2 separate regions of the Zea mays genome follow, and region 1 is linked to region 2. A link is a contact called in public Hi-C data. All regions are on one chromosome and are shown on one strand. The core of a region is the stretch at or near the end of the contact, and the rest is flanking DNA. Distances in the headings are between cores, read along the strand shown.

The links. Hi-C and Micro-C count contacts between places; a contact is called where the count stands out from the background.
Region 1: a Hi-C map of bundle sheath shows a contact between it and region 2, with 2.8 times the contacts expected there. The contact joins two enhancer-like sites. A contact is called at or near these places in 4 of 25 Hi-C or Micro-C datasets (bundle sheath, ear, tassel and 1 more).

What each region holds. Positions count from the first base shown.
Region 1 is chr6:129,398,643-129,404,292 of Zm-B73-REFERENCE-NAM-5.0, reverse strand. No RefSeq gene overlaps it. Among protein-coding and RNA genes, the nearest start is that of LOC100280336, 17 kb to the left of the region's middle. Within about 2 kb of position 3,577, at least 4 of the 20 cell types and tissues checked have an H3K27ac peak or open chromatin away from gene starts, as enhancers often do.
Region 2 is chr6:129,198,327-129,203,958 of Zm-B73-REFERENCE-NAM-5.0, reverse strand. LOC100383943 reads right to left here. Exons shown (of 39, transcript XM_035960151.1): 38 at 4,842-4,940; 39 at 2,838-4,756. The coding sequence ends at 3,174. Among protein-coding and RNA genes, the nearest start is that of LOC100383943, 50 kb to the right of the region's middle. Within about 2 kb of position 3,293, at least 3 of the 20 cell types and tissues checked have an H3K27ac peak or open chromatin away from gene starts, as enhancers often do.

The sequences.
Region 1 (5,650 bases), core at 2,328-4,827, 200 kb before region 2:
TTTATAATAAACCTATTTGGAGGTATACATATTAATACTATTTTCTATAAATTTAATCAAATTTAAGATTTATTGACTTCTAAAAAAATAAGATTCACATTTCTTTTTTGAGATGGTACACCAATAAACAACCAAATCCAGTGGCACAACGTCCATTATGGTGCACTGTGGTCTGCGCCATACCTAGATTTTTCAGCTCGGTCCAGCATGGGAAGTGAGAAAGCCTAACGTTTCCTTGTATCACATTCGAGCAGACTGTCGTCTCCATCTACGAGCTTCGCTTGCTCGCTCGCGCTTCCCCCTGTCATCATCTATGAGGCTACCGCCTCCTTTCAGGCTCTTAGATCCCAGTCGTGAGCCACACGCTCACAGTCGTGTGCCACTGCACCCGGCGCTCCGCCACCTGATCCGCATGACCGCGCCTGACGCTCTGACCTCTAGTCGCTGGCGCTCCGCCATCCGCTCCCTCTTAGCAGACACCGGCAAACAAAAATATTAGTGTGTGTCTCGCCGAACCATACATTGTACGGTGGCATGTTCATGCATTATTTGTTCATACATCATATGCAGTTAGATTTCTACTTATGGTATATCAAATATTTATACATTGCTTCTATGCAATTGTATATTTCAACTTTCCTTGCGATACCAGATCATTGATATTATAAAAAATACAGACTTCAATCTTGTTACTTGTTTTCCAGTGAACTTGGTAAAAATGTGATAGTTATGTTTATATTCTTGTAACTAGCTCAGTCATTTAAGTTCCCCGCAGCCATACCTAAATTTTTAGGCATCTTCCGTCACTGACAAAATTGACATGTATGGTACTAGCATCATACGCCACATCAACCTAGGAATTGAGCATAAAAATAGAGCATTTTAGATGTAACAAACACAAGCGCCATGAGCCCAAGATACCTCAATGGCTAGTTTTTAGCCAGTGGAAAATAACAATTGGAAACACACCAAACATGTCTGGTGTAGGCACTAGTGGAGCATCAGTTATATCTAGTGATTCTATAATTGGTCTACGAAGAGGGTAACAGTTGCATTTGTGGAGTCTATAAATTGACATGTGGTCGACTTTGGCCATATGCTTGCCACCCCATACACTTATGCACACTTCTTGAGGGTAAAGAGACACAGTCCACTCACTTGTATCATTGGGATCATCATTTTGGTGAGATTAGAGAGCTCCTAGGGCATCACATTTATTTATTGCATCTTATGAAGATTGTATGCCACATTTATTTCATGGTAGAATGCATTGTTACCACATTTGCCACCAAACTCTGTATCCTTTAGTGATATCGGTAAAATCTAGGTTATAAGGGATAGGGATTGATAGCTCAGAGAAAATATAGTATGCCCAGAGCAGAAGGTTGGGTCATTCAGATCATCTCTGCACTCTATGTAGTGATGGGTTTGGAAATGGAGAGACAGTTGACCAAGACCAAATTGACGAGCTATGATATCAGACTGATATGATTTGTAGCCAATGTTAATGACTCTATTGGAAGCATTTGTGCTATAGGTACAAAACAAGGATGAATGTGTAAGTCCCTAGTTCTAGGATTCTCAATAAGTTGTCTAGTCTGAAGGAAGAAGGGTCTTCAAAAACATCAGAATTTTCATAAGCCAATTTTATGGTATTAGGTGTCTCTTCATAGAAAATTTTGAACCACTTTGCTACAGTTTTATCTTCTAGTTTGCTACATGGGATTCGACATAAGGCTTGACCATAGGATGTGCACTTGATAAGTCTACCAATGGGATCTATAAAACTATTCTCACTCAGCATGGAAAAAGATCTAGGATTAGATTATGAAATCAAATCATTTTCATTAGTCTGAAGAAGGACTGGGTTAGGCTCCGAAGGAGTTAACCCAAGAAGTTAGATCAATTTCTTGGTACTTGAAGGGATTATAGTATAAGAGTATTTGAAGCATCTTAGTTCTAAGACTATCTCCAATAGTTTACCCATCAAAATTATCATAATCCAATTTGATGGTATTATGTGTCTCTTCATAGAAAATAATGAGAAGTGGAATATTAATGGTGACTATTAAAGAAGGTGAAGAAATTAATGCATGTAAAATAGTAGTTTCAAGGGATACATTTAATCCAAGTACTTCCACTTCAAGAAGTTGCTTGCCTTTGTTTAGATTTAAACTTCAAATTGGAAAACCAACTTAGGGTTTAGTTTGCACCGTTAAAATTTGGTGGATTGGGTTTCTAGTTTAAAGTTAGGAAGGCTATGATGCTTGTGTGCATGGATTTAATGGACGAGGCTTGAGTCAAATGAGAGGCGGATTGGGTGAGATTTTGAACTATTCAACTTAGATTTGGATCTTTGTCTTGACTATTGAGTTGATGGTGGTGTATTTTACCGAACTATCATGCTAAACATTATATAAATCAAAGACAATTTGATGACATTGAGATAAAAGATAATAAACTTTATTAATTTAGGATGGATATATCATATACTACAAATGCGATGGAGTGGTTATTTCCCTCTAAGGTTATTTATCAACTAGATTTAACCTAACCTATTCTATCGGCTAATCTTAGACTACGCTTCTATATACCACCATTATCATCATCACTACCATCATCACCTTCATCATTGTTATTGTCATAGTCATCATAGTCTTCCTCATCATCACCATTGTTGTCATCATCATCATCCTCCTTGCCTTCTGGGGTGACCTTGAAGATCTTGGGGTCTTCCTCCTCCGAGTTGAAGGAAGAAGAGTAGGGGGGAGGAGATCGGATGATTCCTCATCATCGATGCTTGTAACACCCTAATTTTTGCAATGTACAAACTCCATTGTAATTGTGCAACTCCAAAATCATGGAATGAATTTACTTGACCACAAGTGACTCTTTTCCTCTAATTATGGAGAGAGGAAATTATTTTTTATATAATAAATTCTTACAAGAAATAAGTTCAAACTTTGTCAAAGTATTCCTGTCTTTGATTATAATTTTTTGGATTTTTTTGAAATAATTTGGACTTCATTTGGATTTGAATCTGAAATTTTAACTTAAATTTCTTTCTAAAAAATAACAATGGTAAAATAGTGTCCCGAGCTAGCCTAGTGGCTTTTGGCCTAACAGTTGCGTGTGCTCGCGTCCTTCTCTTGCTCGATCGCTGATAGACGGGCCTATGGTGTTAATGCCTCCTCGCTCGCGCTCATGTGTTCTCTCTCTATCTCTAGCGTGTGGGACTGGGATGTCATCCCTAACCTCATGTACCTTCCTTTCTATTCACCAGCGAACATCCCGTCACCAATTCCTCATTTGCAGCGCTTGACTGATCTCACTGCCACTGTCAATGGATATCCAGGATAACACGCAACTTCCCTAGCCATTTCCCTGCTCAATCCATTTCTTAATGGCACCAATAATGCCCAACAATTCCTACTTGCATCGCCTTCATCGTCGCCTTTCCTTTTGAGTTGAGCATGCTACTAGTGTCATCATCGACATTATTGAGCTTCAGAGGAGTGTTCTACAGCCACCAGAGTGTTCCCGTTTCCATCTCTAGCGTCATCAACTTCATCAGTGCTTGTGACACCTACAACGAGCCTCATCGTCAAATGTACCAGCACCTATCTCACTGAATCTTCGTCGCTCCAACGCCAATCACCTCCGGTCAGCGTCACCCCTATGCGTGCCACAAGGAGCGTAAGAAACCCTTTGCGCCCCTCCTCGCTTTTAGTTATGCCCTGGGTTCGCCCCAATTACTCACAGTAGTAGTCTAGTAGATTAGGGTCGCAAGCATCCTCACCACGCAATCTGGCACCACGGTGTAACACCTAAATTTTGAGGTACAAAAAAGTTTCTTTTCTAGGTGTTACCCTCCCTTCTTCATTCTCTCCTAATTTATTTCTTCCTTATTTGAGAGAAAAGATTTATTTTTGGTATACGTGCAAAGCTGGAGATTAAAACCCTAAGGGAGTTGTGCAATGTTGCATTATGCTTGAAAGGGAAATAGGGTTAACCTTTTTCTACAATTAATTTTGGTGGTTGAATGTCCAACACAAACAAATGGACTAACTAGTTTGCTCTAGAACTCATGTATTACAGGTGCATAAGGTTCAACACAAACCAATAAATATTCCAGTTAGGGACCCAATTCAAAAGGAGCAAAAGGAACTTAAGTGTGTTGTGGTCTGGCGCACCGGACAGTGTCCGGTGCACCAGGGCCGTACAGAAGCCAAGCAACCACTCTCGGGAAAACGCAGGCGCGCTCTGCTATAATTCACCGGACTGCCCGGTGTGCCACCGGACTGTCCTGTGAGCTATCGGGGTAACGACTACCAGCGCTCAACGGTCGACTCTGACAGCGCTACAGTGTCGCGGCAAAAGTCTGAGCAGCGAGTCAGAGGGGCACCAGACTATCTGGTGCACCACCAGACTGTCTGATGCCACAAGAAGACAAAGGCGCCAACAGTCAACTGCTCGAGAACCCTAACGGTTGGGTGACGTGGCGGCGCAGCAGACACTGAACAGTGAGTGTCCGGTGCGCCCATCGCCAGCGGCCTCCCCAACGACTACTTTGGTGGTTGAGGGCTATAAATACCCCCAACCACCACAACTTCAAGCATCCAAGTTTTCTGAATATCACATTCAATACAAGAGCTCTAGCATTCATCCAAGACACAATACAAAATATCAAATCCTCTCCGAGTCCCAAATTCACTCCAAACACTTAATGGCTTGTGAGAGAGAGATTTTTGTGTTCATTTGAGTTCTTGTCGCTTGGATTGCCTTTCTTCTTTTCTCATTCTTATTCTCAAGTGCTTTGTAAGCGAGGCAAGAGACACCAAGTGTGTGGTGGTCCTTGCGGGGTGTTAGTGACCGTGAGATTAAGGAAGAAGGCTCACTCGGTCTAAGTGACCGTTTGAGAGAGGGAAAGGGTTGAAATAGACCTGGTCTTTGTGACCTCCTCAACGGGGTCTAGGTTCTTTGGAACCGAACCTCGGTAAAACAAATCACCGTGTTCGCTCGCCTTATTTCTTGGTTGATTTGTTTTCCCTCTCTTCACGACTTGAATTTAACTCTAACGCTAACCCCCGACCTTAGTGCGTGCTTAATTTTATAAATTTCAGGTTTCGTCTATTCACCCCCCTCTAGGCGACTTTCAATTGGTATCAGAGCCGGTGCTTCATTAGAGTCTAACAACTCGAAGTGATGTCGAGAGATCACACCAAGAGGGAGATTATGATCGGCGAAAAAGCCGCAAGCTCGGGGAGGACTCTTTGAAGAGAGTCCGACAACAAAAACAAGGAGGAATCCTCTTCCTCCATCAAGTCACTTTGGAGAGGTGACAAGAAGAAGATGAAGAAGGTGGTCTACTACGAGACCGACTCTTCGTCACCCTCCACATCAAGCTCCAAGTCGTCCATCGCTTCTAAGCGCCATGAGCGCAAGAAGTATAGTAAGATGCCTCTTCGCTATCCCCGTATTTCTAAGCGTGCTCCATTATTTTCCGTTCCCCTAGGCAAACCACCATATTTTGATGGTGAATATTATTGTATGTGGTGTGATAAAAGGAGACATCACCTAACCTCACTCCACGAAAGCATATGTGACATAGTTGAATTTGGAGCGCAGGTACCACAAGTGGGGGACAAGG
Region 2 (5,632 bases), core at 2,044-4,543:
ATTTCAGAAATGTGGGAGCTAAGAAACAATACTAGAGAGTTGGGATACCATTCCTATAACTCTAGACAATCAAGTGATTAAAGGATCACTTAACGATTAGCCTAGGTGCTTTGTGAAGTGTTTAGGTTAGTTAGATCGCTATTATAGTGTTTGCTCTAGGTCAACCCCTAGTGGTATAAGTAAGGTTAGACGCCCTCAAACCCTTGGTGCATGCACACACAATTGTATTAGTTGTACCATGAGCGGTTGTTAGTCTTGTGAGATCAACCAACTATTGTGGTGTGGTCACCACCGTATACTAGAGGGAACAAGGCTCACGGTGTTTCAGCCGAAAGCTTGATAGTGGAGGATGGGGAGAATCCAAGAGAGGCCAGAACCAGAGCACCACTTACATGTGGAGAAGGCCCTGAGCTATCTATGGAGTTACTAGACCAAGAGCTTAACCCTCATGTGGACTTCTCTTATGTGGGGGGCTCCAAAGAGGATTAGTAGGAATCTTGCGTTCTTTTTTATACCTCGATAAAAATATCGGTGCATCAACGAAAGTTTGTACTCTACCGAATTTAAGCTTCCATGTTTATCTTGTTACCTTTGGTTGTGTTTTATCTTATTAACTAAATCTTAGATCTGAAACCTAGGTTGTAAAATTCTTTTTGCAGTAGAGATAGTAACATATAGTCAAAATCTTAGTTGCACATATGAACGCTTGGGTATCTGCATAGGTTTTTATTAACTAAAAAATAGAGGTTATAATTTAGTGCAAAAATAGATTGCCCAATTCACCCCCGCTTAGGCGTCACTATTTCTGTCGGTACCCTAAAAACAGGGTACCCACTCCTGCTATGTCAAGGTGAGCCTTCGGGGTCATGACCAGCCTAGGCTTGCCTCATGGGATGGATCGTTGTCTCCATCAAGCCCCATAAAGGAAGGAATCAACAACCTAAGCTATTGGTCTGGGACCCTGTAATAGGGCCCGGACCTCCTTGTGTCCCAACGGATCCCAAGCCAAAGGGATCCAGAGGGGACATAGGAGAAAGTGCTCTCTGGTTAAAACACCAAGCCTTCAGAACGACACCGAGCATGAAATACACCATCCGGACCTCAAGCCAATTGAGGTCTGGGATCACCACGTAGCCTGGATCCCCTCGGGGACGGCTCGAGCCCATTGTTAGGGAAGACTTGGGAAACAGTGTCACCACTTATCCCCAGGTCTGCCTCTCACCCAAGTAGGGGTCCGGTGCTAACACGTGGCCAGACCCCTAGCGTAAGATATCAGACGATGCCTGACGAAAGCCTCAGGCATAAAGCCTCTGATGAAATCCTCTGCCTCTCATTCCATAAGGATGCCAACATTGAGTATCGTCGGGACACATACTTGCCCGCGTAAGTAGCAGGTAGTGTGCCCTAGCTTTAAATGCACACGACGTGTTAGGCCGGTAACGTGTGGATTTTACTATTACCCACATGTGTCGTTTGGGTGCCCTTCATTATGACTTCCATTGTGCTTCGTGTGTTACCGAGGCATGAAGGGATGGGCGGAGAAGACTGGACGACATCATCTGTTACACCCTACGCACGGTAGAGTATTAGGCTACGCCGCAACCTACATCAAGGCATGTGTTCTAATTAGACGGTACAAGGTGGCAGGATAAGGACGCCAAAAGATCATGCAGTACCCAAGAAGGAATACAAACTCAGAAGATCGAGTGTTGTCAGCTCTATCTAGTTGTTTCCCATCCCATATTGTAAACTCTCTTAGGCCCACCTCTCAAGGCCAGAACTCCCTTCTAACATGCTTCAAACTAGGTTTGACAAGTATAAGTCACATGGTTCAGAGGATTGAGTGCAATAAAAGCAAAGGCCTTAAGGGAACGTCGCTGGTCCCGGACCATGTTCTAGATGGTCCTTGGCTTTATGAAGACCTCGAACCTCCAAAGTTGCCAAAGCTCCAGGAAGAGGGGAAAAGGAAAGGGAATCTGATAAACACGGTTGGAGGCGTTCACATCAGGAACAATCTGGTAGGGGTCTGGCCTCGTATACTCAGTCTAATCATAATCGGTTATAGTCTGGTGAGGTCACTCGTATGAACCCGATCTCTGGCACCCTCTGCGGAACTAGAGCAAAATGAGAGTGAGGGCACACTTATGAAGACATGCATCAAAACACCAGAACAGGGGCATCTAAGTTGAACTGAGCAGGGGACCTTATAGTGAAAATCTAGTCTCTACTACTTGCACCAAAGAAATGAGCGAGGGCTTGTACCCTCACTCCACTATACCTAGGTCAAGCCCTCACTCCACTATACCTAGGTCCGCCGCTGATGAGATCAGTTGGCACGCCGTCAAATTGAGACAATTCAAATACACGTTCCTGAAACACTTCAACATGAGATGTGCGTTGCAAAATAAAACTACACCTGCTTTGAGATGGTCGAGTACAACGCACCCAACCATAAGCTTTCAAAATTCTACGTGAGGCAAGTATAGGCACACTAACAGTGAAAATTCAAATGAGGAAACGGGCTAGACTCAAAAGGATTCAATACTAGGAAGGACCATTAAACTTGGTAGGCTTGAGCAGTCCAGTTTGAAACATTCATTTGCAAAGTAAATTAGATGGTTGATTATGACCTGAAGCACCCAAACATTAAAGTCTGTTTGGATTGCGGTACCACTCCGTCCAGAAATCAGAGAGCATTGCACCCAGACATAAAGCAGACCAAACAGATAATCTAAGCTTGTACTCAATATTTAGGTTCAGATGATTCTGGATCGGTATGTCCGTCTATCCAAACGCACCATTATGTTACTAAGTCACACTACTGCAATGCAGCATCAAATCAAAACAGTGAACAGGAAAACATTAGGAAACCAGAGAGTATTGTTCTTCCCTCTGTCAGCGCTTCCAGGTTAAGGCGGGAGCACCTCACCATGGTGCTGCCAACTTCGATGCAAGACGAGACAGATGACAGATCAATTGCCTGTCTCAACAAAACTCAGCAGCAATATTGCACAAAACAGTAGTAAACTGCCGTAGGCCACTGTTGCTGTAATCTCAGCACGTCGCTTTTGATTCTGAGTAGAAGCTTACACCAGTTACAACTAAAAGCACTATTAGCAGTTCTTACTTACACGGATTCTAGTATCTCTTGATACAATATTTGCAACTTTACTCTAAAAGCCTCCATCGGCCTCTGCTTCCTTGCCTTGTTCTCTAGGAGACGGCAATGGCTGATCCGAACCACCTTCTGTTGCATCTCCAAAAAGTTCCGCAACAACAGCAGCCCTTGCTGACTTCGCTTTTTCATCATCCCCAGACAGGTCAGGGGTTGGAGCTTCCTTTGCCTCATGGCTGCGAGGCTCGCTCGATGATTCTACCATAGCCTCAGCAGACACGGGTGTCTCTTGTTTTCCAGTGTCAGCTTCACTAAATTCTGTATTTCTGCCACTAGGAGCAAGTTCGGTGTTCAGCCGTCCATGCAAGGCAGCAGGAGTCTTCTCGGTGTCTGAATTTTCATCATTTCCCAAAATGTCACTGCTCGGGGCCTCCTTTACGTCTTGGCAGCTGGGTGGCTTATTAGATATATCTACCATGGCATCACCAGAAGGTGACAATTGCAGTCCTAGATCAGTTCCAACAAGTTTTGAAGTTTCATCACCAGGTGAATGTTCAGTGTTTAGCCGTTTCATCTCAGCAGTTTCATCAGTTCCTGAAGGCCCAGAGCTTGCAACCTCCACTTCCTGGCTGAGTTGCTCCCTAGATATGTCTACCATTGAAGGTGGTGGCAGTTGCAGCTCCGTGCCATCTTCACCAAGTTTCGCGTTTTCACTTGCATGAGCAACTTCAGTAGTTAGCTGTCTCTGTGCAGCAGCAGCAGCAGCAGACTCTTCCATCTTTGCATCTTTACGAGCCACCTTTTCGTCTTGGCTGAGTAGCTCGCTGGATTCGTCTACCGTGGCCTCACCAGATGGAAGCAGTTCCTGTTCTGTGTCAGCTTCATCAATCTTTGCATTTTCAGCACGAGGAGCAGAATCCTCATTTACTGATCCTTGAGCAGCAGCTTCATTTTTCGTTTCTTCATTATTCTCCAAAGGGTCACTGCTTGGAGCCTCCACCTCCTGGCTGGGCAGCTCACTACACATACATGTCATGGCCTCCTCACCAGAGGAAGGTGCCAGCTGCAGTTCAGTGTAAGCTTCACCAAGTTTCATATTTTCATCACCATGAGACTGACCATCATTGCATGCTTCACCAGATGCACGAGACTGGGTATCTTTGTATACTTCGCTGATGGTAGAAGTATTATTAGCTTCTATGCTACCACCTGGACTAGGAACAACAATTTCTTGAGCAAGCTTCACTTCAACAACAGTTTCAGATGAAACAAGATTGTGACCATCTGCTGCACATCCATCCCCTGTGCTTGTTGCCAGTTCCACTTGCATAACAGAAGTTTCATCAATTGGCTCGGGTCCTGCAACGTGCTCAGACGAGGCAGCAAACTTCGATTCAACCATGGTAGCAGCAGTTGCAGGAGAATCCATGTTCTCTGGGAGGGTAGAGGTGGTTTGAGTAGGCATAGTTTCTTGGCGATAAACACCAGCTGCTTTACTATCCACAAAATCAGCATCAGTTACTCGGGCAGCAGCATCCACCATTGAGTCTTCTGAAGAAGAATATCCTACTAAAGCCATGCTAGACACCGCTTGTGCAATTGAAGCCATCTTTATTTGTTCTGAACAATGAGCCTCACCACCTGAAAAACCATATGCAAAGTGAGTACCTGACACATGCTCAGTATCAGCATTAAACAATAGGTAGGAAATTACATTCACCTATACCTTGTGCTCTATTGTGATCATCAACAGAAGCAGCCTCCTGGACAACAATCATTCCAACATCATCAGCACCAGAAGGTTCTAACTTGTCAGCACAAACTTCTGCATCACAAGTACCTTTATCAGATTCAGCTGTCACCAGGGTAGTCACAGGAGGATCAGTAAAAATGGTCCCTGTTAGCATCATAAAGGCATTGGAACTCCTCTACGCTAATCACAATAGAAGGATCCTCGATACCTTCAGAGTCTGTTTTCCTTTGGCTAGTTATTAGGTCCACATCAGCACCACTGCTTATGTTCATGGTTTTAAAGTCGTTGCCTAGTCGTCCAGGCAAGAAAAGTTTCTGGGTGTCAAGGTCGCCTAGCTATGCCAGCATATGGCGTCCGCTTTTCAGGTTAGGCAATAGGCATCCACAGCATCTCCAAGGAGGCTGTGGTGGTCACCTTACTCGCAAAGGTACCCGCACACAGCGGAAAAGAAGCGACCCAATGCCTAGGCGGGAAGGAAATCGCTGCTGCGCACAACTCTCCCGCCTCCTGCCATTCCTTGTGTGTGCGGAAAGGGAGGGACTGGGAGAGAGATAAGAGATTGGGGAGAGAGGGAGAGGCAAAGACAAACATTAAACATACACGCTACGCCGCTGCCTACTTCTGCTTATACCACACTCACGACAAGTTTGTGCCACCATATCCTGCACAGCTTGTCCATTCCATGGCGGCTTGTCGATTCCCGACGCGATGCACCCATGCATGTCAATTCCACACTATGGTCGAGCTGTGCAGGACCATAAACC